Regions from separate parts of the Gossypium hirsutum genome. Here region 1 is linked to region 2. A link is a contact called in public Hi-C data. All regions are on one chromosome and are shown on one strand. The core of a region is the stretch at or near the end of the contact, and the rest is flanking DNA. Distances in the headings are between cores, read along the strand shown.

The links. Hi-C and Micro-C count contacts between places; a contact is called where the count stands out from the background.
Region 1: a Hi-C map of leaf shows a contact between it and region 2, with 2.1 times the contacts expected there. The contact joins the promoter of LOC107953010 here to the enhancer-like site in region 2. A contact is called at or near these places in 2 of 34 Hi-C or Micro-C datasets (both in leaf).

Annotation. Positions count from the first base shown.
Region 1 is chrA07:28,418,459-28,423,628 of Gossypium_hirsutum_v2.1, reverse strand. LOC107953010 (putative expansin-A17) reads left to right here and starts at 3,825. Exons shown (of 4, transcript XM_016888237.2): 1 at 3,825-4,573; 2 at 5,107-5,170. It also overlaps the pseudogene LOC107953011.
Region 2 is chrA07:28,251,497-28,256,740 of Gossypium_hirsutum_v2.1, reverse strand. No RefSeq gene overlaps it. Among protein-coding and RNA genes, the nearest start is that of LOC107956490, 5.5 kb to the left of the region's middle. Within about 2 kb of position 2,835, at least 5 of the 9 cell types and tissues checked have an H3K27ac peak or open chromatin away from gene starts, as enhancers often do. A contact at or near this core is called in leaf, where this site is marked.

The DNA of each region.
Region 1 (5,170 bases), core at 2,576-5,075, 170 kb before region 2:
AAGAAGCCTAGCAAGGCCGAAATCAGATAGGTATGCATTGAAGTGTTTATCCAAAAGAATGTTGCTTGGCTTGATGTCACGGTGCAAAACTCGAGGGACACACTCATCGTGCAAGTGCATAAGGGCGCATGCTATGTCCAGAGCAATCTTGTGTAGCATCCTCCATTCCACAGTCCTCCTTGAGCGCTCCTGAATGAAATTTTCCAAATTGCCACCAGGCAAGTAGTTGTAGATCAGGAACATTTCAGCCTCACTAACATGGTAACCTATAAGAGTTACAAGATTTGGATGCTGCACCCGTCCTAGAGTCTTGATCTCAGCAGCAAACTGTTGAACACCTTGAAACCTACCCAATGACAGCCGCTTCACCGCAACCACAACTCCTGGAACTACTTCAGCCTTGTATGTAGCTCCGAACCCTCCACTACCAATGCAGTTTTGGAGATTGAAACAACCTGTGGCCCTAACAACATTTTCATGTCAGCTGTATGCTGATACTATTGCAAGTTACCACCTCTTTTCTCCCCGATACATGATCGGATACAGCATTGCATGCGAATTTCTTCATGCATACAAGGAAGAAAATCAATGCTATGAGGACAGAAAAAATTACTGAAGCCGACGTGATGGAGGCAATTTCTATTTGATTGAACTCACTGCGAATTTTTTGTATGTTTTCCCTGGGAGAACGGCCCCCTTGTGAAATATTTCCAAAGTGATGTCGCTCCAATTCAGAGGATGATTGATCAGTGTGACATGGCTGAAGGTTAGGATTTTCTTTCACACTTTCACAATTTAATGAAATCGAATTCAGAGGGATAGATCCAGTCAAATTGTTGAAAGAAACATTGAACACTGAAAGTGCAGTCATGTTACTAAAGCCAAATGGTATCTGCCCAGTGAGCTTGTTATGATCTAACCGCAGAGCACTGAGGTGCTTGAGCTCAGCCAAATCAGGTAGTATCTCTCCTGAGAGAGAATTTGAAGAAAGCTCTAAAACTTCTAACGATGACAGTTGAACTAAATCCCAAGGCATCGCACCTGAAAAGTTATTATTAGAAAGTGAGAGGTACCTTATCTCCTTCATCTCTCCAATATACGACGGAATAGGACCTCGCAATCTGTTTTCACTGAGGTTAAGCTTAAGCAGAGAAACCATGTCAGTGAATGATGTAGGAATTGAGCCAACAAATTCATTGCTCGCCAAACTCAAAATTTTCAAGCATTTGCAAGTGTGACCCATGTTTAAAGGAAGTTCACCTACGATTTTGTTGTTGCTAGCATCAAAGATCAAACCATCCAACCGTAGACAAGGATCAAAAGAATATACAGAAAGATTACCTTCAAAATTGTTCCCATTCAACCAGAAACCATAATTCAGCTTAGCAGACAAAGTATATAAAGAAATAATAAAGGGAGGAACTGAGCCAGTGAACTGATTCCTGCTGAAATCATGCAATACAACAAATTCACTCAATGAAAATGGGGAAGGACCAGAACCAATATTTATGAGAGCATTCCTATAAAAGAAAGAAGAGTACAATCCAACCAGGTCCATATATGACATTGACAAATTCAAGGAACCATTAGAGCACTCACCATGAGAAAATCTTGAAATGTTCCCATACAAGGAATTTTGGCTGATATTGAATACAACCATGCATGGAACAGGAATTGCAGCTGGAAGCGAACCAGACAAGTTATTGGAGCTCAAATCAAGGAAATACAAGTTCTTACAATTACCAAAGGACGCAGGTATTTGTCCAGTCAAGAAATTTTGTGCTACATTCAACATTTTCAAGTTAGAACATGATCCCCAAGTCTGCGGAAAAATGCCTTCCAAATTCACGTTTGGCAGCCAAAGGACATGGATACCGTAAAGTTTAACAATACTCTCAGGCAGTTCACCCTCAAAAAAATTGTAATCTCCCTCCCCGTACTCCTCTTGATGAAACATAAAGCTGGAGCCTTTTCTTGAAAACAGAGGACCATTCTTGTTCTTCAACACAAGCAATTTCAACTGCTTACAATCCCCCAAAGTCGGCGGTACAAGTCCACTCAAGAAATTCCTGGACAAGTCCAACGCTTCAAGATTCTCGAGTTTACCAAGACTTGAAGGAATATCATTTTGCAATATATTAGAAGACAGTATCAAAGACTTGAGCTCACCACAGTTACCCAAGTTGGACGGAATTGAACCTGAAAGCTCATTACTTGCAAGATGGAGATGCATTAGACTCCCACAATTTTCGCCTAACTCATTTGGAATTTCACCACTCAATTTATTGAAAGAAAAGTCAACAACTTGAAAACTTGTAATCGGCCCAAAAATTGCAGGAATGGTTCCATTCAATTGATTCCCAGATAAATTAATAACCCTCAATGAAGTGCACTTCTTTAAGGCGGCTGGTATAGGACCATGAAAAGCATTAAAACCTAAATCAAGAACTTCCAAAAGATTAAGCTTTCCCATTTCTAAAGGCAGCTCACCAAAGAATTCATTGAACCCAAGTGACAAAACTCTAAGCTTTGTAAGGTGGCCAATAGCAGGAGATAACCTACCCCTCAATCCAACAAATGAAATATTGTCATCAACATCAACATGCAAACAAGGATATAGCAAAGTAAAATTACCTCTAACTTGATCACCCTTCACTTCTGCTGTTTTTGATGCCGAGAGTTGAAGCACAGAACATGTAGAATTGAGGTTAGAGGAAAGATTAAGGGTGATGACTCGACCTTTAAGTGGGTCACAAGAAACACCATGCCAAAGGCAAGGGTCTTTATCATTTGGGTTCCAACTAGAAGTGAACCCTAGTGGGTCTTCAACTATAGCAGATTTGAGTTGCAGTAAAGCATCTTTATCACTTAAAACAGCTGCCAAGCTAACTGCCTTGCACACCAATAGACCAGCAAGAACAGAGAAGAGAAGTGTAATAAGTGAAAGACGATGTTTTTGAAACTTGGGTGCGGGTGGCATATTTCTGCTGCCCTGATGGAGGTTTCCGTTTCAAGTTTCAAACGACGAAAGGAATAAAAAATGAAGAAAAAGAAGCTGTAGGGGGCTGAAAAGTGAAGCGAGAATTTAAACATGGAGATATGGAGATATGGGCGGGCTGGAACTCGAAAGGTAGAAGGAGTTTGATTTGAAGTGTGAAACTGGGGAACTGCAGAAGTGTAAAAGGTGACAACGAAATGAACCGTCAAAGAGAAGAAATTAGAAAACAGATGGAGAAGGAAGATTGGGTAAAGTTCCAAAGTGTGAACATAGGACTGTAGAGTGCATGAGTGTCTAGGGAATTAAACTCAAACAAACTCCTTTTCAGTACTATTTTCCTTTTTCCATCACATTTACCTCCTTTAGTTTGTGTCAACTTGTATTAGTCACCAATTTAATTAACTAATGTAATTATGCCATTCGTATATTCTTTCTTTTTTCTTTTTCTTTTTTTTACTATATTTGCAATTATATGTAATTATATGTAATCAAGATCTGTCGTTATTGATTAAAAGTCCAAACGAAAAGAAAAATAAAGCCAATAATATGATTAAATAGAAGAATAAGAAAAAAAAGGTCAAATATCTTTGGTTGAAGATTAGTTTTGTATTAAGCTTTGGATTTTAGTTTTATTTTTAAATGGGTTAGGTTTGAATTTTAACCCACAAAAATACAAAAATAAATCTCCTTCTTCGCCCTTAAAAAGGCCCAATCATAATCTTTCTTGCGGACCATCCCTCGGATCCGACCCGTTTTGCCACTGAACCCAATTTAAAACCCAAATTACATAAAATTCGCGCGCATTCCTGATTTTCAAATTTGAAAAAACCGAGTGTCTTTCCAATTTCCAAACTCTATCTTGCTCTCTCTTTCAGGTAAGTTTTTCTCAATGATTTGTTGGGTGAGTTTTATTAAAAGGAATATTTTTCAATCCCTTTTGTTTGCTGGATTTCATGATGGTGTTGAGATGGAAAGTGAAAGGAATGAAGCTTTGAGGATACGCATGAAACCAAACGTAAAGCCTCTTTGATTTTTATTTTGTTCATCAATCAAATTAAGATCAAATTAGCAATGAAAATGTTATGGAAGTAATAGAGAAAGAACAATCTGAGACACACCTTGCTGGATTAGAAGAAATGGAACTGAATATCTCTCATATTCTTGAAAGGATCGAGCGCTTTACACAATTGGCAACCATAAGCATTATTAATCACAGTCCTTTCTGGTTTATATACGCAGTTGTTCATAAATTATATAACTATTTGTTTTCATTTAACTTATGGAGGTTTCGGAGCTATTGGAATCAAGGGAGACAATGTTCAAGGAACTGAGCAATGAATTTGAACAACGGCTGATCTCTATTCTATAATCTATAGATGGATGAGATTCTTTCCTTTTTTTTTCTTTCTAAATTTAGATTTATGGTTTTGTTTTGGGATACATAGAGAGCAGATGAAGAAATGGCAGGAAGAGATCAAGGAACTGAGATTAGTAGATGCATCAAACGAGGAGGCTAGTGCTCTGTTGAATAATGCTCGTTTTTTGCTTCAGAATCCTATATTTGATTCTTGAAAGGTAAACTCTCGTATTGTATTCCATTTCAAATTCCATGTACATTTGTTCTTGAACATAGAAGTTAAGTGATTTGTTGAGGTTAGATGGTTTCCAGATTTTTTAGTAGTTTCTGGTTGGAATAATAATTAAATCCATTCGCTGCTGTTTTTATATGCTTTCTTGATATCAGCTAATATGATGAAAATCAATACGTGCCTAAGGTATCCCATTCTTAATTACTTGTTTGGTAGATAGAATTTACAATGTAAAAGCCTCTTTAAAAGGTAGCCCTCTTGATTTCACTTTTTTTCTTATAGTAATAAAAATTAAATACAAATTCCCTTAACAACCAATTAAATTTATGAACGTGAAGCCACGTGTGAGCAATTTTTTTAGATGAAAAGTTTAGTAAGAGATGGCATGGTATCACCCATGTGCTATATAGATGTATGTCCCTTAAGACATGCCATGATATATGGTTGTACTTATCAACCATAGAATATGTATTTATTGCCTGTTTTTCTTGTATAAAAATAAGGCTACAACAATTGCAGATTCATGATGGTTGCATTGCAATGTACTGCTGCTACAAAACCTGTATAAACGTGGATTAATTAT
Region 2 (5,244 bases), core at 1,586-4,085:
CAACAGCAATTTTAAATCTTCTTCACATTTAATATATTGATGAGGTGCATTCGTTAGAAATTTTAAAATTATTTGTTAATTTATCCATGATTTGTTATAATACGAGATTATTATTATTTTATTCAAAATTTCTGCGTTGAATATCGATCAACTTGAATATACTGAAAAGGATATAAATGATTGAGGATTTTGTAAAAAGATTTTTTTTTTTTTTAAAAAAAAGATAGTGTCCTGATGAGGCCACTCCCAATACGATTTATATTCACCAAAACTTTCTGTTTAATTATAAAGTAATTTTAAGTTTTTCAGTTATTATCTGGTATGTAATAATAAAAATAATGTTGAAGATATTTATGTGCTTTTTTTTTTAAAAACACTTATCAAATCTGGTAATGATAAAATATTTTCTTTTTGCAATAATCTTCTTTAAGAAAAATTTATATTAACATTGAAATAGTTTACAATATTACTTCTTTATACTAACTAATGATATTATAAAAGTAAATGGACCGAATTATGTGAAACTTTAAAAAATATAAATTAAATCTCAAGTTTTAACTTAATATAATGGCCAAAATTATAATTTGATCATTGTCTTATAATCTAATAAAATAGCAAAGCAAACCCAAAAAGAACCGGAGCGACATGTTAGTCTCCAAGACCTCAGGATTTACAAATTATATATAATCATGTAACATTTTAATTGAAAAGTCAAAGATATTAATTATTTTGGACTAAATAATATTTTAAAAAATGTAGAAATTAAATATCAAATTTAGACATATTAATAGAAACCAAATTTAAAATTAAACTACTTTTCTATATGGTGTAACTTTTTTTTATATATAATTATATAGAAGATTAAACAAAAACTAGAATTAAAATTTGATGATTATCGTATAATATAAAAATAAAATAAAAATTATGACGAAGTTACGATCAAACATAATTATTCTAAATTCTAAACCCTAAATTATCTTAAGCTATGATTATTAAAATAGAGAAAATAGAAAAATAGAAAAATAGAAATCATGGAGTGTGTTTTCTTTTATTCGAAGGAAGAACAAATTAAAATGATTGTCTATGTATAGATATACACACATACATATAGTTATATATAACCAAAACGTCATGATTCATCTAGATTAAAAGAAAGATGAATATCAACCATTAATTGACTCAATAAGGGGAACTTGAGTAATGGTTGATGAGATATTAGCGAACGATATTGAAGATTTGTAATCAACAAATTGTTTGAAATATGAAATGGCATCTATTTGCCTTTGAACGAAAGAAGAAGAGGTGTCTCACATCACATTTTCATTATCTTTTCAAAACAATGACAACCAATCGACAAGAAAGATCAACTATCATTTTGGGATAATGGGATTAGACATTATGCTAAGTCCTTATTAAAGTCCCTAATAATTTCACTGATTAAAGTCCTTAATAATTTCACAAACAAACCCTTTTTTTTTTTTGCTAATTTACGTATAAGTTACTAGTGAATTTAAAACAAAACTTTTTATGTATGTCACATTTCTGAATGAAATATAAATGAAAGTTAATGTAACTTGTAGGAAATCGCAATCTAAAACTTGATGTTAAGGGGCAAATAATTGGACAAAATATATTTTACAGAATAATGACCCACAGTGTTGTTTCTTCACCTTTTCTTGTTTTGAAGCACATCACGTTCCTCCCTTAAGTGCCTAGAGAGAGGGGTCTATTCAGGATGACCCTTAATGTATCCCACTAAACCAGCCCCATTAACATTTAAAGGCAACATAAGCACATGCATTTGTCATATACATCTCTATTAAACACTCAAACTAACGCTGATTTCAGTTTAACCTGTACCAATTGACCTTATCGTTATCGTCTTCCACCTCTTAAGCTCGCCTTTCAACAACTAATAATTAAGCTGTTTATTTTTTAAAAGTGAAATTGGCATCATAATTAGTGAAATAGACAAGCCCTGAATCTTTTATGAGTTAGTCACAACTGAAAACCATGATTCACCCTCCTAAATAAAAATGTCAAAAAATTACATAAGGGATATGCTTTTAACTGATTTAAAGAGACCAAAAACATGATGGGGGAAACTGACTTTAATCACACAAGCAACAAAGCCTTAACAAGGGGGGATTAACATAATTATAAAAAGGCTTTGGCAAGTTGATTAAAGGCCCTTGTCTTGCTTTGTCAAACTAAAATCCCTGTTTTGTTTTCCATTAACTTTTGCATAATTACATCTCCCTCTCTTTTTTTATTATGTAGTGGAAAACGATAGTCAACTTTCATCACATATTATTACATCATTGAACCCCCCCCCTTTCTTCTTCTTTTTTTCTTTCCTGAATTGCTAATTATATATCATCTTGATGTTAGATTATTTTCCCAGGATGCAACTGCTTTGTTCTCCAGGGTTGAAATAAAAACATCCTTCATTAAATTTCATTGTCAGAGGCAATAATTAAGAAGGGGCAGGATTTTGAAGATAAAATAGAAAGTGGGAGTGACAAGGACAATGCGTTTGATTGATATATATTACCCTTTCCAGTTCAGAATAATAATAATATACATACGCAACATGAGCCGTTTGATGAGGAGCGGAGTGGCATTGACTGAAGGAGCGAAAAGTCAGAAGATTAAAAAAAGCGATAAAAGAGCAGCATGTCAACTGGGAAACTAATTTCACTTGGGTATCCTGTCGGAAGAAAAGAGAAAAGGTAGGTAAAAGTAATAGTAGAAATGAAAGAGATATATATTACTGATGATCATTTAGGTAAATATGGTACTATTTGAGTGACTTGAGTTAAATTTGAATCCAGACAGGGAAAATGAATCCATTATTTCTGTTTGGAATTGGGCTAACCGTGTTGGGCTAAATTAGAGGCTCACTGACTCAGGAACTTTGGCAAACAAGAAGGAACTGGTTTATAAATCTGTCGTCTAATCTCATCATGATTCACTTCTCATGTTCTCATCCTATTCCTTTTAAGACTCTGTCATCCTAATTCTGCTTGGTTTATCCCATTATTATCGATTTCTCACAATTTTAGCTTGTTCCGCGATGCTACCAAGTTTTTTCAACCCATAAAATGAAATATATTTGCAGCTCTGAAATTAGCAATTATGAGCCTTGGACTGGGCTTACAAACACCAAACTTGAAGGCTTACACTGTTACTATTAGGATCTGTTAGAGAAAAAAATATATATTATTTACTACTTGAATTTGATTTCAATGTTTAATTTGACATTTGAAATTTATTTTAATATTATTTTATCCCTTCACAACAATAAAAGTTAATTAAATACTTTTTAGTGCCATGAGAATGCATTGTGTAAAACACCAGACGAACACAAACAAAAGATGCACAAAATCAAACCAATAATAATTTTTAACCAAAAATGCTAATTTTTAATCTATATTTAAGAAATATGAGATTATAGAACAATCAAGCTTAATTTCTTTAAGGATTTGTATTAATGTTATCTAAAAAATATAAGTCAATCAAGATATTAGTGATCTCATACAAAAACTAATATCCCCAAATCATTCCATCAATAAAAACTTAATCTTACATAAAAATTCTAATGTATAACAAGTAAAGTCACAATTTTAATTTTTTAGACATCAAAGCTTGAAAAGAAAAGAAGAATAGTTATCAAATTAGAGAAACCTACTTAAAAGCATTAAAAGACTGATAATCTATTTTATAAAAATTATGGATAAAGTGTGAGAGAATAAGAAAAGTTTGAGAAAAAAAATAATGAATGTTTAAAGAGAATAAGAAAATATTTAATTTTTAATTTTAGTGGGTGTTTTTCAAATAATTTTGTGGGTCAATAACTCAATTTATTATTTATATTTTTTTATTAAGAAATATTTTTTTAGAAATTTTTTTGGGGTTAACTCAACATGTGGTTTCGCCATTAATTTCAACGTTTAATTTGGTACTTAATTTTTTTTTCTTTTTACATTTAAGTACTAATATATTTTTACTAGAACACATTTTTCAAACATTCATTAGACCATATGATACCATTCGATCTAGATATCAAATTGAATATTGAAATAAAATTTAGATATCAATTTAAAAAAAAATTAAATATCAAAATATAATAACTAAAAAATGTTCTTGAAACTTGTGGCGGTTAACTTAAAGATGGCGAATTCGAGCAAAACTCATTGCAGATGCCACTTTATTTTATACTTATTTTCATCACCAGTAAGGTATGCAATAGGGGTTAAACGAAATAGCTATTGTGTGGGATTATCATATATTTAGTGTTGGGAAAAATTCAGTTCGAAAGCGGCTTTTTTATACGGTGGAAAATTAAAAATTTGATAACCGAGTCAATATGTGATATTTATAACAATAAACCTTTTATTGAAATCGCACCTGTGTTTTTGGCTATATGGATCCTTGTCATTCCCGACTTTTAACCAAACGACCTTCTCTGTTATTCTTGTACCACGAACTGCTTCGAGTGTAGGCTCGAACGAATTCGAATCAAACACAGAACTAGAAATTATTTATTTTACTTTCAGCGGGAAAACAAAATTCTCTTTTTAATAGAAACCGGTAAAATTGTTATGCCAAAAAATAGAATTTATACTTAAAATAAATTCTTACCATTTTCGGACAAAATAACAATATCTTAAAGTTGTGTGTTTTAGCTCTACCGGTGCCATCTATTTATAAGGAGAATAAGTGAAACTCTTGTTGAATTAGTAGAAGTCTATTTCAATAATAATAATAATAATAAAACAAAATTTTAACCTAACTAGGAAAGAAAGGGCGTCAACCCTAGTTAAACGTACTAGGGTTTGTCGTCCCATGTATGAGCATAAAGGGGCTTTTGGGCTTCTCTCGTATCAGGTCCAATTATAAGTACTCCAACACTTTATAATTCAATCCAATCTAATACATGTTTTTCTATTTTCCAAAATAAAAGCATAAACTAATTTAAATAAATAAATTAATTTTCCAATTAAATAATTTCTTCAACCCGATTTTAATTTCATTAAAATCATTGCAACTTTATTGTAAGAGGATCTATGAGAAAATATATTTAATATTTTTACACTCAACGAATTCACTATGGGTAATTAATTTAATTTAATTTTCGAACTTCAATAAAAATAATCATAAATTAATTTTTTAGGTCATTTCCATTTAATGAGAAAACCACATTTATTTTTGAATATTTCCTACTTTTCCAACTTTATCATT